Regions from separate parts of the Oryzias latipes genome. Here region 2 is linked to region 1. The links are chromatin contacts, called in public Hi-C maps. All regions are on one chromosome and are shown on one strand. Each heading gives the region's core, a stretch centred on a gene start, on an enhancer-like site or on the middle of the called end of the contact. The rest is flanking DNA. Distances are from core to core; before and after follow the strand shown.

Evidence for each region. Hi-C and Micro-C count contacts between places; a contact is called where the count stands out from the background.
Region 2: a Hi-C map of embryo shows a contact between it and region 1, with 2.1 times the contacts expected there. The contact joins the promoter of soga1 here to the promoter of lrrc47 in region 1. A contact is called at or near these places in 2 of 5 Hi-C or Micro-C datasets (embryo and fibroblasts).

What each region holds. Positions count from the first base shown.
Region 1 is chr7:5,832,324-5,836,238 of ASM223467v1, reverse strand. It overlaps lrrc47 (leucine-rich repeat-containing protein 47), which reads right to left and starts at 1,628. Exons shown (of 8, transcript XM_004070315.4): 1 at 1,595-1,628; 2 at 459-1,138. The coding sequence starts at 1,628. It overlaps slc35c2 (solute carrier family 35 member C2), which reads right to left. Exons shown (of 9, transcript XM_020704468.2): 9 at 2,041-2,942. The coding sequence ends at 2,817.
Region 2 is chr7:6,057,215-6,061,129 of ASM223467v1, reverse strand. It overlaps soga1 (protein SOGA1), which reads left to right and starts at 2,265. Exons shown (of 24, transcript XM_023956415.1): 1 at 2,265-3,915. The coding sequence starts at 3,064.

The sequences.
Region 1 (3,915 bases), core at 379-2,878:
ATGTCTGGAGAAGACTTGAGGTGTCTGGAGAAGACCCCAGATGTCTGGAGAAGACGCCAGATGTCTGAAGAAGACTTGAGGTGTCTGACGAAGACGTCAGGTGTCTGACGAAGATGTCAGGTGTCTGCAAAAGACGTCAGATGTCTGGAGAACACTCCAGATGTCTGGAGAAGACGCCAGATGTCTGGAGAAGACGCCAGATGTCTGGATAAGACGTCAGGTGTCTGAAGAAGACTTGAGGTGTCTGACGAAGACGTCAGGTGTCTGCAAAAGACGTCAGATGTCTGGAGAACACTCCAGATGTCTGGATAAGACCCCAGATGTCTGGAGAAGACTTGAGGTGTCTGACAAAGACGTCAGGTGTCTGGAGAAGACGCCAGATGTCTGGAGAAGACGCCAGCCGTCTGGAGAACACGGAGAAGATGTCAGGTGAGAAGCTGAGCAGAAGCTGAGCAGACCTTCAGAGCAGCGAGCTGATGAATGTCTCCACTGAGCTCCTGGATGCAGTTATCAGAAGCCACCAAGGAGCTGAGCAGTTCCAGGTCCCTGGAGAAGAGGTCCGGGGGGAAGGCTGTGAGGCGGTTCTTGGAGACGTTGATGGTGGAGAGTTTAGAGCATCGGCTGAGTCCATCCGGCAGAAGCTCCAGGCTGTTGCAGCTGGCGTTCAGAGTCCTCAGCTCCGGCAGCTGGGTGATCTCCTCCGGTACCGCCGTGAGGTTGTTGACCGAAACGTCCAGGACCTTCAGAGCCTTGAGGCGGCCGATGACGTGCGGGATGGAGGCGAGCTTGTTTCTGCACAGGATGAGGCTCTGGAGGTTCGTCAGGAGTTGGATGTCCGCGTGGATCTCCGTCAAGCTCGGACACTGGCTAACCTCCAGGTAATTGAGCAGCTTTAAGGAGTAGATGGAGGCGTCGAGTCCCTGGTTGGAGGAGACCCTCTCGTCTATGGCGGGGCCGTGAAGAACCAGTTCACGCCTCTTCTCTGTCGCTGCTTTTTCTATTTCTGGCCAAACGTCTGTGTCATCCATCCTGCTGCTCAAGCTAGAACGGATGAAGCACGCGCGGCAGACCAACAGGACGGCTTCCGGTTCATTTCCGGTTATTTCAAAATAACACAACAGTGCTTGACGACACACGTCTGTGAAGAAGAGGCATCACATTTACATGTACTAATGCAGTAAAACGCTGAAATATATATTTTTTCCAAATGTAATATTTATTTTTTCTTTACTTTCTTTTAGTTTTATTATAAATAAAAGGCCCCGCTTTTATATTGAAGTGGACAAGTTAAAGGAATTTTGAGCAGTGCGCCCTCATGTGGCGCATATCGGTACTGTTGTTTCAAAGGCACTGCAGGAGTTTCTGGGGATTTCAAGCATAAATCCACACGCAGCCCCTTCAGCCGACTCTTACTGAAATACTTTTAATACTAACAAACTTTTATTGTTGTTAGGAACAGCATTAATATCAGGTTGGGTAAGGACACCATAATTGATGTAGTTAGCAGGTTATTTTGATGCCAATACAAAAAAAAACTTTACAAAATAATATAATTTTGTGTTTTTAAGGGTTTGTAAATTCCTGTTTCAATTACCCAATTCGACCTGTGTCTGGCTTTTAGGCACCATGGCTGTCCGGTTAAAAAGAAAAAAAAATTCTGTCAAAAACATGGGATTTTTATCTCAATCTCTCATTTTAAATTCATCAGTATTTATTCAATCAGTTGCCATAGTAACTCAGTCTGTGAACCTGATATGTTGAGCCTTGATGCATTCTCTCCTCCCACATGAACCTGCAGAGGTTTTCAGGATCAACAACATCTTAGTTCCACATTCTCTGACTGAACGACTGCTCAGATTATTTATTTCAACTGTTTATTTTTTTTCTCCAAAAGAAGCAATTTTACCTTTTGGGATGGTTCACTTTTACAATGTCAGAATAGTCCTCAGGAAAGTCTAGCATCTAGGGAAGAATGTAACACCTTAATGGATTTAATCTGCTTTTAAATTAGAGTTTGTGTGGAGAAAGAAGTCAGGACACTTCAGCTTTTCATCTCTTTATTTCTCATACTCCTTAAAAAAAAAAAAAAAAAAACGAAATCACGATTGAATATTAAATTATACCAGCTTAGTGATTAACTTTAGAAAACCTTTCATGTCCTCTGAACAGTATTTAGAAATGGTTTTGATAGCAGCAAATAAGGCACTTGAAGGTCTTTAAATGAAAATGTTTAAGGTCTTTCAGTTACACGCAGTAAAGGAATGTTTCTGCTTTACTCTGACACAAAGCTAACAAACATTTCACACATCACCAGATCGTCTGTTAACATGTAAGTTTGGAGATAAGTCTTCAAACTGAGTCCCGTTGATTCAGGAAGTCCTTTACCAAAGTTTGTCATATTTCCAGATTTACTGATGGTGTTGCAGATCAACCACTCTGTTTTACAAATTTAAATATCAATAATTATCAAACCTAAAAAAGGATTGCAAATCCGGCTGCAAAACTAAAAAAACGAATCCAAATGTATTTCATGTATAACTTTTTCTCTAATGTCTTAGAGCTGGGTCTTTCCCCATCCTGGGACAGTTTTCAGATTAAACTAAATCAAAGAGTTTTAGATATTCTAACTGTCAAACACGCGTCATTCGTACCAAAAGGCCCCCCCTTTGTAAACCACAGTGGATGCTGTGTTGAGAAGGGGGGGTCCCTGAGAGGCAGGTCGATGAAGGAAACAGTTTCCTGACGTCATCTGACGGAATGTTCTGGTGTTCAGACCTGCAGGTAAAAACTGAAGGATTCCGTGTTGGGACGTCAGTTTAGCACCATTTCCTGCTCTTTACCCTCGTCTTCGTCGGTGGTGGAGTCTTGATCGCTTTCCTGCCGTAACAGCGGCAGCGCCAGCTTGGAGCTCCTGTTGTGCTGCTGCAGAGACGGCAGTTTATCTGCGGAAAACAACGCTTACATTACTTCAAACACACACAGTAACAGAAGCAAAACGATTTCTTTAAATAAAATAGCAAGAAAAGAAAAAAATGGAAAAATACTTTGATCTGTTACATTTTATTTATTTAAAAAAAAGATATAAAATCGTTCGATGAAGTCAAAGGATAGAATCCCAGAGGATGTGGGTTGTGACCAGATGGACTGATTCGAAAGTAATACAGTATGAATATAGAGGAAAATGACAGCCCATGCAGAGACGAATGAACAGAGAAACGTGGAAATAAAAAATATTTAAATTACATTCATTAAGTACAAATGTAAAGAATATAAAAAGCACAAGTACATAAAACATTTTTAACTCTTATTTTTTATTAAAGCCATTTTGGTCATAGAAAATAATACAACACAATTTTTCTGTACTGCACTTGTTTCATCTGTCCACTAGGGGGCACTGCAGATCACCAAAATATTTGTTGAAGGCCATATTTTCCACATTAAGCAAAAATGAAATTAAGACAACTTTTTGGTATTTTTGTAACTCTGTCGGAGAATTATTGAGCTTTCCGTGTTTTATTGGTTAAAAAAATGAAATGACATTATTTACTTTTAAGTACATAAAGTTGAGTGTTTTTGTTCAAGACAAAAAGGTACTATTCCTATACAATAATATGATAATTATAAATATGTACTTTATACATGATCTTGTTTTATTTTATTTTTTTGTTAAAATTGAAAGTAAAAATGCCCTAAGATGGATCTGACTTCAGTCTATTTAGATTGATTCTCTCTTACTTTTCCTATGATTTATTTCTTGTTTTAAATCTTTGTATATCAAAACTTCTGCAGCTTAGACCTTAAAGACTTGTAAAGAGTTCATTTGCCATGTTTGTGTATAAAAAAAAGCTTCCCTCCACACATTCTGTCATTCGTCTGCTTTTTGAGAGGTGCTGAAGGATTGATTTTTAATTTAAA
Region 2 (3,915 bases), core at 1,016-3,515, 220 kb before region 1:
ACAGTTATTTCATTGAAGAGACATATCACGTCCAGTGATTTAAAAATACATGTTTCTGAAAATGCAGTTCTAAATTTCATGAACATAGAATGGAAAATACTGAATGCAAAACTGCAACCAGCAAGAGCAAATCATTGTTCTTTCTTTTTTTTTAATTACATTTTGAAACAAACATTTTCTAAACAAAGAAATGAGGAAAATGTACCCGCTTCCTGATGAGAAAACATTTCTGCAAATATTTTTATTTTAGCAAATTTAAAATGCTGATATGTGTTTGGATGAGACCTTTTTTCATGGTATCTTCTTTTTAAACCAATTATGTTTAAAGATTGGCAGATCAGACCATTGGCGCCTGCAGTGTGAGTGTTTGATTGTTGAATGGCTGGATATTCTCCTCCATCAGGTTGATGTAACTTACAGTTACTTTCTCTGAATAGAGTTTAATGATGGTGTGCCTCATTTGGTGTTATTTGGCAATTATGTGTGGGGCAATATTGTTTCTTTGTTTAAACTCTCTTTAATTATTACTTTAATTCCTATTGCTACTAACACAATGGCTGCTCATTCATAACTAATTTAAAAGTTTATGCTTCTACAATCCGTATATCAAAACAAAATAAAAACACCAAAAAGAATTATGTTTTCCTCCAAATGCAGAGTCCTTTAAAACAGGACCCAGCATGGATAATGTATGTTTTAAGTTTGCAACAATTAAGAGGTAAAAAAAAACTTTTGAATTAGTGTCTCAGGTTGATTCTAAAAATAATAATTTTAAAGTGTTATTTTGTAGATTGCAAAGATGAATGGAAAGGACTGAATTGAATTTATTTATTGAATATGGACCGACATAAAAACATAGACATACTACAAAAAAATTGCTTCATGCCCATATCCTAACACGGAGACACATCAAAAGGAATAAAAAACACACGTTAGATCAACCCATTAAAACATGCTGTACGTATACAGCGCTGCTGCTGGTAAAACCAAGACTTAGTTTGTTTTTTACATTAGCAAAAGACGTTTTGGAAAAAGGAACCTTTCGGTTTCCACTGGACTGTGTTGCCTTTAAAATGGAGCTCTCCTGCTCAAAAGGAAAAGATACGCTCATGATAATGATCATACATGACAGACAGATGAATAGAGATGGGATCAAACAACAATGGCAAATGCAAAACTGTGCTCTTGATCACAGACAGGGCTCTCATCCCATCTCATAAAGAGTTGCGTCATATAAACTTCTGATGTCTTAAACTTAAAGGACTTGCACTACTTTCATCATCACCTTTCTTATTATAATTCTCCTTCACTAAAATCAAATTCCCTCCTCTACTGAATAAATAATGTCCTTTAGTCTGATTGGTAAACACTGCAGTTTTGCTGACTCATGAATCATTCATAGAGTTGGGTTCAGGATAACACCAAACAGGCACCATTTGTAAAGACAGCACTGATTAAATGATGGTCAGCTAGACAGGAGCTAAAAAGAAAAATCCATTGCAAACCAAAAAAAGCCTTTCATTAAACAAGCTGTCTAATCTGGTGGATGACTTTTTAGTGGTTGATATCAAGTCATGGAGAAGAAAACACATAGAAATCAATCTTTAGATTTCTCAGAGGCTTTTTGGGTCACAGTGGTGTGAAGAACAAAAAACCTTCATGCATTCCAAAGCTTATTAATGCAATCAAGGACTGTTTATAGGACATTATTTCTCATTTTTAGGGAAATTAGTTACCCATTGTGTTTCACTGTCCCAGGATTGGGTTAAATTTCTCAGTGGCATGTGTTGGCACATTTTTAGCATGAGAACTTCAAAAACCGGTAAGTGCATTGCAGGATGATGCATCTAGTTCCAATGGAGGTTGCCTCACCTTCTGGGTTTCTGTTTGCACAAATGCAGTGATGATGACTCATTAAATTCACTGTAAACTGTTCAGTTAACCAGCAGCTGCAGACGTTTGTCTTGGATTGACATTGCATTTTTCAGTGTGGTTGTTTTTTTATTAGAAATTTGGAACAGTCATTACGACAAACAACCTTAGGTGGTTCTTAACAAATAAAGATTGCGTTGCTGCGATCATACAAATATATTTTAAATGTAAAAGTGCACTTAGGTCCGCATCAGAATTTATTAATTGCAAGTGATAAACAGTGCATTATTCAGTCGTAAAAAGAAAAAAAATTCAGAATGAATAAATAATAAAACATGCATCATTTGGTCATTAAAAACACAACATTACAACTGAATAATTTAGAGCTAATAAATAAAAAAGTGCATCAATTAGTCATTAAAAACCAGAAATAACTAATTAATTTGCCACTAATAAAATGTTTCATTAAAACCAAAAATTTATATACTTTATAATAAGTAAAAAAATGACATTTAAAAATACATGATAATTATTTCGATACAAGAAATGACATTTGGGCATTTTTGTTTCCAAAATACACAAAAATTATTGTTTACATGTAGGCCTATCAGTGTACTTTATATTTTTACTTTTGCTTCTTTTTGCTTTATACTACGTTTAGATTTTTTTGGAGTTTAATGGAGACTTTAGTGGGTCATTTGAATGTCATGTGTCATGTTCTGCTTTGTTGCACATTTTTTCCTGTAAACTCTGCAGTGGCGGAGACAGAAAACTGCAGAAAGCAGAGGAGTCCGCTACTCCACAGCTCCATCCCAGTATCTGGGCGGAGAGAGGAGGGGAGAGATAGTGACCACACAGCCACAACAGCGCCTCGGCGCTTCTTCTCGCTCAGACCTGGCAGGGGAAACAACAGCGGCCAGTCAATGCAGTTCATGCAGAATCCGAACAACAAAGACAAGAGGCGGGATTCCCTCTAAATCCACTGCACATCCAGGAGAAAGCTGCATCGGAACCGTTGAATGTTTTGCAGGTTTGGAACTTCCGGCTGGTCCTGTTGCGCCGCGCGCGCTTCCATTAGCGCCGGACGTCTCCTCTTTGTGCGCCTCGCAGTTCCGTCTCCAACTTCTGCCGCCTATTTCAGCGAATAGGGGCTGCCGTTTCGCCGTTATCGGGTGGTACCAAACGGAATGAATGACAAAAACAAAGGAGGTTGATGTTCAGAACTCTCCGACCCGCCTCGCCATCGCCTCGCCAAAGGAACGGAGACTCCATCTCCGGCAGAAGATGGACAGCGGAGGCGGGACGGAGAGCTCGGACGGCGGAAAGAGCGACCGCCCTGACTCCACCGGGCTCCCGGCTGCGGCGCCCGTGCTGCCTCCAGGCGAGAAGAAAAAGATCCACCGGGCTCCGTCCCCGGCCAGACCGAAGGATGTACCGGGGTGGTCGTTCACGAAGATCCGCGGGGGCATCGGGACCCCGACTCTGAGCGTGAAGCCCGGAGCCATGATCCACTTGGGAAGCCGCATTTCCAGGCGCAGTCCGGTGGGGAGCCTCGCTGCGAAGGACGGGAAGGCTGAGAGGGGTGGCGGCAAAACAACCAGTAAATCCTCCGGTGGGGTGTCCAGGACCTCGGCATCCAAGACGGCTAAAAGCAGCGGGGGGCGGAGAAAGGTGTCTGACGCCAGCACAGGGTCCGAGGATTTATCCAAGGACTCTGGCTGCGCGCCCGGGAAGCTCTCCCCGACCGACAGCAGCTCCGAGCTGTCGGACTGCGCCTCGGAGGAGAACAAGCTCTCCACGGACGCGATGAGCAGCGACGCCGAGTCAAGGAGCAGCCGGGGCGGCGGAGCGGAGGGCGACAAGCCGCCCAGGGAAGGCTGGCTGGCGGATGCAGCGAACCAGCGAGTCGCCAAGTCCACCAGCTGGTGCGCAGAGAAAGACAAGGACCGACTGTCTGTGGGCACGGAGACCGGGGTAGGGAGCGCATCCCCCGGTGAGGAACGGTCGTTCACCTCGGTGGACAGCAGGGTTCCAGCCAGCACC